Regions from separate parts of the Sus scrofa genome. Here region 1 is linked to region 2. A link is a contact called in public Hi-C data. All regions are on one chromosome and are shown on one strand. Each heading gives the region's core, a stretch centred on a gene start, on an enhancer-like site or on the middle of the called end of the contact. The rest is flanking DNA. Distances are from core to core; before and after follow the strand shown. Region 1 holds the start of AKR1E2 (aldo-keto reductase family 1 member E2). Region 2 holds the start of AKR1C1 (aldo-keto reductase family 1, member C1 (dihydrodiol dehydrogenase 1; 20-alpha (3-alpha)-hydroxysteroid dehydrogenase)).

Region 1 (4,111 bases), core at 257-2,756, 110 kb after region 2:
GGAGGAGACAGTTTGGGGGGTGGGGGGATGTGCCTGGACTGTGGGATGGAAATCCTGTGAAATCAGATTGTTATGATCATTATACAACTACAGATGTGATCAATTCATTTGAGTAATAAAAAAAATGGAAGAAGGAAAAAATAAATAAGTAAATAAATGACATGAAAGAAAAGCAGTACATGTAGATTAAAAAAAAGAGAGAGAGATTTAACATCTAAGAACCTGGGAGTTCCCGTTGTGGCTCAGTGGGTTAAGGACCCGATGTTGTCTCTGTGAGGATGCTGGTTTGATCCCTGGTCTTGTTCAGTGGGTTAAGAATTTGGTGCTGTCACAAGCAGCTATGGCGTAGCCCAGCTGCAGCTCTGATCTGACCCCTAGGCTGGGAACTTCCATACGTCTCAGGTGCGGCTGTAAAAAGAAAGAAATAAAATAAAATATAAGAAACTATTATCAATGACTAGAAGCTGATAATTTGGAATGAAATGGAAAAATTCCTAGAAAAACTTAAGAAGTAAAGTTCTATAATTGAACTGAACTGTCCTGTAATTATTTTTAAAATGAAGCAATTAAATACAACACACACATAGCTGCAAAAAAATTACAGGTTAGAATTCACCCCACTTTATAACAAAATCCTTCCAACAAAAGAAAAAGAGGAAATAATTCCAATTCATTCTGCCAAACCGCGATGAATTAAACCACATTCCTGACCTCTACGAGTTGATAAGTGAATAGAAGAAATAATTTGAATAATATTTTAACGAGCAAGGGTTGATCATTCTAATTCCTACCCATCCAATAACTTCCTATGTGACTTCTTAAATGAGTATCTTTTTATCAAAACCTAAGGGGTTTTCTGCATTTTTTTTAAAGCAAATAGGAAAGCCTTTTTAGTTAGTGCTGTGTCTAAAGTCCTGACAGCAATTAGAAAGTCCAAAGTAGAGAAAAAGGTCCAAAGTGCCTCCGCTATCAGGTTTTCACACCCAGAAGAAGGCAAAGTTTCAAAGTTTCTTTTCAAAATTAAGTTGGCGATGACAGCGTTTCCTTGTCTTTTTGAGACAGACATTTCTCCATCTCCCGGTTGTCTGCTGCTCTGATCTGTCAGGTAACTGCCAATCTTCCTGCCCAAATTCAAGCTGGACAACCTTTTCTTCTGGACTTTCCCAGACATTATTTCTGAATAATTATGATTGGGACTCAATATGAAATACCATAAGGACAACCCTCATTTTCAGAAAATCTGCTGCCTAAATATTCCATCTTTCAAACACAGCAAGAGCCCTCCCCCCCCGGGGGGGGGGGCAGGTGCGGGCGACCAGCTGGTCCTGTGGAGGCTGCGGCAGGCGTCTCCTCCGAGGGGTCCAGGCGGGTGCCCCCACCCCAGGTGGCCCCGCAGGTGCCCCCCGCCCACGTCAGCGCGCGCCAAGGAAAGGCGCCGCCCCTCCCGGACGGCGAGGCTGCCTCACCTGCCAGGTGCCCAGGCCCAGGACAGGTATCTTCTCCATTGTTCAGATCAGGTCTGGGGCTGCCGCGCGACTCCAGAGGGACGCCACCTAAGGGGACAGCCAGTTTAGGGGGCGGCACCGTGGCGGACACAGGTGGCCTGATTGGCTGACTGGCGGAGGTAGCTGGTTAGTGGGCGGGGCACTCAGGCAGTGGCCACGCCCACGAGCGCAGAGGCCGCTGGTTGGGCGTCCGGGAGTGGTTGTGCGCACGCGCCGGCACCGGCGCGGGGCATCGGGACCTCGGCAGGAGCCGACCCACCGCCCGTCTTCTAGCAACTCTCCAGCGGCTCTCTGCTTCCGGACTTGAAGATGCCGGCTGCTGAGCAGGGATCCGGAGGTCCCAGGGTCGTCTGGGCCAGGGCAGTCCCAGGGCAGCGGGAAGAGGACAGGATCTGGGGCCTTGTGTCCACCAATGAGTGCCTTGGAGGAGGGTAAGCCCCCGACAGTCCTGCTCCCATGGCGACACTCCTACTCCACCCTCCCAAGAGATAGGAGGGAAGGCCTGCTTCCTCCTCCACAAATTGATGTGTTGGGTCGGACCCCGAGAGTCTCACAGGCTCGTAGAAGAGTTTTTGGCCTTGGTTCTCCATTGGTGACTTGCCAAAATAAATACATGCAGGATGCGAGGTCCCCTGACACCCCCACCCCTAGAGCCCACAGGGACCTCACTGACTTGATGACCCTGCAAGGATGTGTTTTAATTTCTGTTTCCTGCCCGGCGCCGCAGTGCTGGCGCTGACCAGCAGAGGGCGGTTGTGCCCATTGTCGTCAACGGAGTAACTGGCTCTGGAAAGGACACCCAGGGTCATTCTGGGTGTCCCCCTGCCTCCTCTTATTATTAGCCTCCATCTCCACAGAATGAGCTGCTCGGAGGGTGGAAGGGGCCCCGAGATCCTTTTATTATTCATTCATCAATTGTGCTCTCAGCACTCACCCCGAGTTGGGGTCTTGTGAAGTCTGTGGGTGGGGCTGAAAGGCCCCACGTGGTCCCTGCCCCGCCCAGGAACTCAGAGACCCTACAGGGAGGTGGACCAAAGCAGAAAAGCAAATCCGTGCGCAAGAGGAGAGCACGTGCTCTAGGGAAATAAATTGGGAGCGGGAAAGAGGGCCAGGAGCTCCTGGTGACCAGAACGACCAGAGGCGCCAGCCCTGGGCACATCTGCCAGCGGCGTGGGGCCCAGAGGTGCAGAGGAGAATTTGGCCCGGGAAGGAGGTAGGACAAGAGCCGGCCTGGGTGACTAGAGCCCGCGCGCGTGGGGAGGAGGGAGGGGAGAGGGCAGGGTCAGATCCTCAGCCTGAAAGGAAGTACTAGCAAGTCTGTTGCCCTGTGACAGCATCATGCTAACTCAGTGGCTTTCAAGAACAAGCATTACAAGAATAAGCATCTCAGTTTCTGTGACCAGCCTCCAGGCTCTGCTCAGCTGGGAGCCTCTGCCCCTCGGTCTCCAGGGCACTGGGCCCTGCTCCCAAAGCCACCCCCCCCCCTCCCGGTTGCCCACATGTTATTTGCAGGGTTCAGGTTGCCTGGAGGTCAGTTGCTGAGCCCTCTCTTGGTTCTTTGCAATGGTGGGCAGGGGGTACTCAGGACAGAGCAAGCAAGACAGGGTCACTGACTTTCTGTATGTCCTCTGAGGTGAGAGCCCATTACCTTTATCCTCTTCTGTTGGTTAGAAGCCAGTGTCTAAGTTGAACCCACCCTCTGGGGGAGGGATTACACGTGCCTGCGAACCCGGACACAGAGGGCCGCTTAGGGGAGCAAGATAAGGCCCTTGGGGGCCTGATTCTAAATGTGGGGGGTCCTTGGAGAGTTTCATGCGAGAGAAGGCGAGGAGCGAATTTCATTTCAGCCTCCCCAAGGGACAAACTAGGACACGAGGCCAAGAGGGGAGGTGTCTCTCAGGAGATCACGGCAGAACCGACGCCTGTTTTGAGCTGAATGCCAGCTACATTCCCATCCCTCCCTGGTTTGTAGCCTTCCACCTCTGAGTCTGTACATTGGTCACATGTGGCGTCACCCCTGGGGTCTCGTGGTCTTGACTGTTACAGGCCTAATGACGCCCGGAAGCAGAGGCTGGTGAGGTCCTCACTGTGCAGACCCCGCGTGTTGGGGGTGGGCAGCAGGCTGTGGGGCTTCAGGCTGGGGCCTTGCCCTCGAGTGGCCCGGGTCTCAATGGCCAGGAGTCGGGCTCCTCCCTCCCTCTGCCTCCACCAATCGGCTCCTCCCTGGCCGGTTGCACAACTGCTTTTCATATATTTGGGGGAAAATTCTTTATATATTGCTCTGACTTCACATAATGGCCATGAGTATTTTTTCACTTTCCTGCTGTTAACATACATTATTTCACTCGACCCCCCCCCCGCCCCCGGCCCTGGTCCACCCCTGCATGAAGACAGGTCACCCCTAAGCTGGATGCTACCTCTGTGTACCTGCTGAAATGTCACTGACACTCGGAAGGTCCTGGGCCTGCTGGAGAGAAGGGGGGCGCTTTCCCCCTCTGTGGCACAGCCGTGTGTCTTTGGAATTCCCGTCACCTCTCTGTTCCTGGGTTTGCTCCTGTGGAAACGGGGGTGCTACAAGGTCCAAACTCAGAGGCATCCTGCCAGGG
Region 2 (4,339 bases), core at 1,450-3,949:
GAACTGCTCAGTGTCTGGGGAGATCTCTGAGCCCCAGCCATCCCCCCTCTTCTGTGCAGGACCTGATCTTCCTAGGGGGCAGGGCCTATCTATCGCCTTCTCTTCCCTTCCCACCCAACTCTGTGCAGCCATTTAGCTACAATCTTGGCTGTTAGGAACCTTAGCCAGTTTGCACTGTCTTCTCAGTGGTCATCACTCCATACGTAGATGCAACTTTGAAGTGCTGGAGGGAGGAGGTGAGTTCAGCATCCTCTTACTCTGCCACCTTGATCTAAGTGAGCTGTTTTAAAACTCGCGGTGTACTGAGGGTAACACCTGTGAATATTCAGGAGGAGTTTCTGCCAGTTACTTTTCTTCCTTCCCTGAACCATGTTTCCTTTCTCTCTCTCTCTTTCTATCTTCTCTCTCTTCTCTTCTTTCCTTCCTCTCCTCCTTCCTTCCTTCCTTCCTTCCTCCTTTCTCTTTCTTTCTTTCTTTCTTTCTTTTTTTTTTTTTTTTTTTTTTTCTTCCTTCCTTTCTTTCTTTTGTCCTTTCGTCCTTTCTTTCGTCCTTTCTTTCTTCCTCTTCCTGTGTGTATGTTTAAAATTGAGCACTTGAAATCATGAGCAAGTGCCCAGACTATGGATTTTTTCCAGGACGTGCCAGTCCTGCAGTTATCTTGGCAAGCTCCCAGGCTTGGGATAGGGCTACACAAACGCTAAAGGACTACCTCATTTATGCTCTCAGAGATTGCATCTTGCCTGGCCTGCGTGCGGCTTTTTATTTATTTATTTGTTTAAATTGTGTGTGTGTGTGTGTGTGTGTGTGTGTGTGTGTGTGTTTTAGGGTTGTACCCATGGCATATGGAAGTTCCCAGGCTAGGGGTTGAACTGGAGCTAGAGCTGCCAGCCTGCGCCACAGTTATAGCAATGCAGGATCCGAGCTGTGTCTGCAACCTACAGCACAGCTCAAGGCAACACCCTCCCCCTGCAGGAGGCCAGGGATCAAACCCTGGTCCTCATGGATATGCGTTGCATTCATTTCTGCTGTGGCACAATGGGAACTCCCCCACCCACCCCCTTTTTGGGTGGCTTTTTAATGCCCATGATCACATGTCTTCTTTTTGAATGCCTTGATGTCCTCACTGGACACACCCCAGTCCTACTCAGGGTTTTGTTAATCTACTCTAGATCTCCGCCCTTAATCCCCTGTCCCTGGCATCTGTCCATATAGAGTCCGCCTGCAGCTGTATGGAGCCACTCCAGCTGCCCTTTAGTTTAAGCTTTGGGTTAGGAGACACTGACACGAGGGCAGGCAGTCCCCAGATAGGCTGTAACACTGCAAATAAGGTTTTCTGCGATCCTTCGGGCTTGAGGGGAGTAGCTGCGAGCGAGCTGCTGCCCTTTCCAGGGCGAGACTACACTGTAGTCAGGGCACAGGTAAGGGTGAGTAAAAACACCGTGACACGTCCTCCACTCTGTTCTGGACGTTTTCCTGATTGGGTGTTCACTTTGTTGCTGTAGATTTTTGTTTGACTGTTTTCCAAAATGCTAAGAGTTTTTCTTTAAATCTAGTTTCTGGTTGTTTTGTCATATTTCTGAGAGAGAGTTCAGCCTTTCCTAGCTCATCATTTTGCTGACATCATTCTACATGTTAAAATTTAATTGTCTTCACAACATTCCATGGTATCAATACATCTTCACTTCCCTAGCTTGTCTCAAATTTATGATGTTTCAACTAGTTACCAGTTTTTATTTTATGAATAATATTGATCAAGCTGATAAATTACATAAAATGTTTATCATTTATTTTAGAATCATTTTCTAAGAGTTATATATGTAGGTCAAGTGGATAAACACTGCAAAATTGTTTACAGACTGCAAATGCTGTCCAAAAACTATTAATAATTAATCTTCAACAAGCACTTTGCCAGAATATCTGGTTTGGATATGCTTTTCAGATTTCACCCCTGTTGGGTCATTAAGGAAGATACTTTTGCTAGTGGGAAGGGTAAAAGGGCAACCTTATGGAGTTCCTGTTGTGACTCAGCAGTTTAAGAACCTGCCTAGTATCCACGAGGATGCTACTTGGATCCCTGTCCTTGCTTAGTGGGTTAAGGATCCAATGTTGCTGAGAGCTGCTACGTAGGTTGCAGATGCAGTTCGGATCTGGTGTTGCTGTGGCTTTGGTGCAGGCTAGCAGCTACCGCTCTGATTCAACCCTTAGCCTGGGAACTTCCATATGCCTTAGAAGCTGCCCTAAACAGGAAAAAAGAAAGGGAATTTTATCTTCATTTGAAGTTTTCTTTATTAAGGATTAACATTTTGAAAAATGCTTATTAAATGACTTGTTTAAATTGTGTAATTTGTGTAAGTAGTGTAAGATGGCTTATTGTTTCAATGGATATTTGATCAAGATAGGGTTTCATAATCAGAAAAAAAACAAAGGCTTGGTGTGTGGAGGTTTCTAGTCTAACCTATGGTCAATAATTGTTCAGTGAATCACATCATTATGTAATACTCCAAGATTTTCTGATAAAAAGACAAGTTAATTGGCTTCGATTTTCTTCTTGCTCCATGGGTCCTGCTTTGACCTTGCTCCTCCTACAGCAGATCTGCTCACATTGGATGGTGCAGTTGGGGTGTTACCTGCTTGCTCTTTATAAGCTGTGGAGCCAGAGGGAAAAGTCAGTGTCTGCTTCCTCATAGGAGCAACAGGTGATGGATCCCAAAAGCCAGCGTCTTCGGCTTAACGACGGTCACTTCATTCCTGTACTGGGATTTGGTACCTATGCACCTGAAGAGGTAACATTCGTGCATGGTCTTGGGGTTGTAACATGAGTGAAGCGACCTGGTTGTCAATTCATGGAATTCCTGTGTGAAGGGCACTTGTCCCTGGGAGGTGCCCTTGTTTCTCGCAGCCAGGCTGAACCATTCCATGACGGGGGAAAGTACTCAGTTTTCACTCCGCATAGGGGTCTGATCACATAGTCACCTGCGGGTTATTCTGGGCTCCCTCCTGTTTCGATCGCTTTTCCATCCTGGCGGAAATGAAACTCAGTTACCAAGAGCAATGCTGGGTGCTTTGCTCTGAAGGTGACAGCAATTGGAGTGGTTTTTCTCCATATATCATCAATTCAATTCTTTCCTCCTCCCAAAAAGGCATACTCAGAGAAATACTTGAAATAAAAGATCCTGGAGATGAGGCGAATGAAAAATATGGGAGAGAATTGCTTTTCTACTGTGGCGTGTCTGCTGAGTGCCAGGCCAGAAACGCTCCAACGGTGTTTTGCCTTTTATGTGTTTCTGCTTGGAAACTTAATCTAATGGAAAATATAATACTATTTGAGGACATAAGCTAGAATCTTGTGGGGAAAGATTTCCATGCCTGGTTTTTGAAATGTGTTTTTACTGAAGTATAGTCTTCAGTGGTTGGACATATGAGGAGCTAGTGGACAAGTTGCTACACTGGAAGAAATTTTGCTGTCCATCTTGTCTTTTTTTTTTTTTTTTTTGTCTTTTTGCTATTTCTTTGGGCCGCTCCCGCGGCATATGGAGGTTCCCAGGCTAGGGGTCTAATCGGAGCTGTAGCCACTGGCCTACGCCAGAGCCACAGCGACGCAGTATCCAAGCCGCGTCTGCAACCTACACCACAGCTCACGGCAACGCCGGATCGTTAACCCACTGAGCAAGGGCAGGGACCGAACCCGCAACCTCATGGTTCCTAGTCGGATTCGTTAACCATTGCGCCACGACGGGAACTCCCATCTTGTCTTTAGAGTATTTATGACAAGGGACTGGTCCTTAAACTCCGAGTCTCCCTTTTCTCATATATAGAACAGAAGGAAATATTCAGAGACATTTTGGAGAGAGAAGACAGGGCTTGTTTCCTTTGTAGAGCAGAGTTGGATTGAAGGGATGGAAAGGTCCAGAATATCACTGAAGCTCTCGGGTATTCCTTCCTTGGGAGGCGTCCAAACGCCTGTACTTTTAAGGGAAACCATGAGTTGACCCAACGGAGCAGTTAGACAAAGTATCTCCTTCCTTGAAAAAGAAAAGATTCCGAATTACATAAAAATACATGGAATATTATACAGCCTTAAAAATAACTTAATCCTGCCATTTGCTACAACGCAGAGGAACCTGGAGAACATTAAGCTGAGTGAAGTAAGCCTGACAGAGAAAGACAAATACTGCATGATCTCTTTGCAGGTGGAACCTAAAAAGAAATCAGACTCATAGAAGCAGAGAGTAGAGATGTGGTGATTGGAATCTGGGGACGAAGTTGGGCAAAATGGCAAGATATTAGTCAGTATCAGTTATAAGACAAATACATTCTTGAGACCTAACGTTCAGTATGG

Evidence for each region. A called contact is a pair of places that touch in the nucleus more often than the background predicts.
Region 1: a Hi-C map of liver shows a contact between it and region 2, with 16 times the contacts expected there. The contact joins the promoter of AKR1E2 here to the promoter of AKR1C1 in region 2. A contact is called at or near these places in 2 of 5 promoter capture datasets (fetal liver and liver) and 1 of 47 Hi-C or Micro-C datasets (liver).

Annotation. Positions count from the first base shown.
Region 1 is chr10:65,691,943-65,696,053 of Sscrofa11.1, forward strand. AKR1E2 (aldo-keto reductase family 1 member E2) reads right to left here and starts at 1,507. Exons shown (of 11, transcript NR_145511.1): 1 at 1,467-1,507.
Region 2 is chr10:65,577,697-65,582,035 of Sscrofa11.1, forward strand. AKR1C1 (aldo-keto reductase family 1, member C1 (dihydrodiol dehydrogenase 1; 20-alpha (3-alpha)-hydroxysteroid dehydrogenase)) reads left to right here and starts at 2,700. Exons shown (of 9, transcript NM_001044569.1): 1 at 2,700-2,783. The coding sequence starts at 2,700.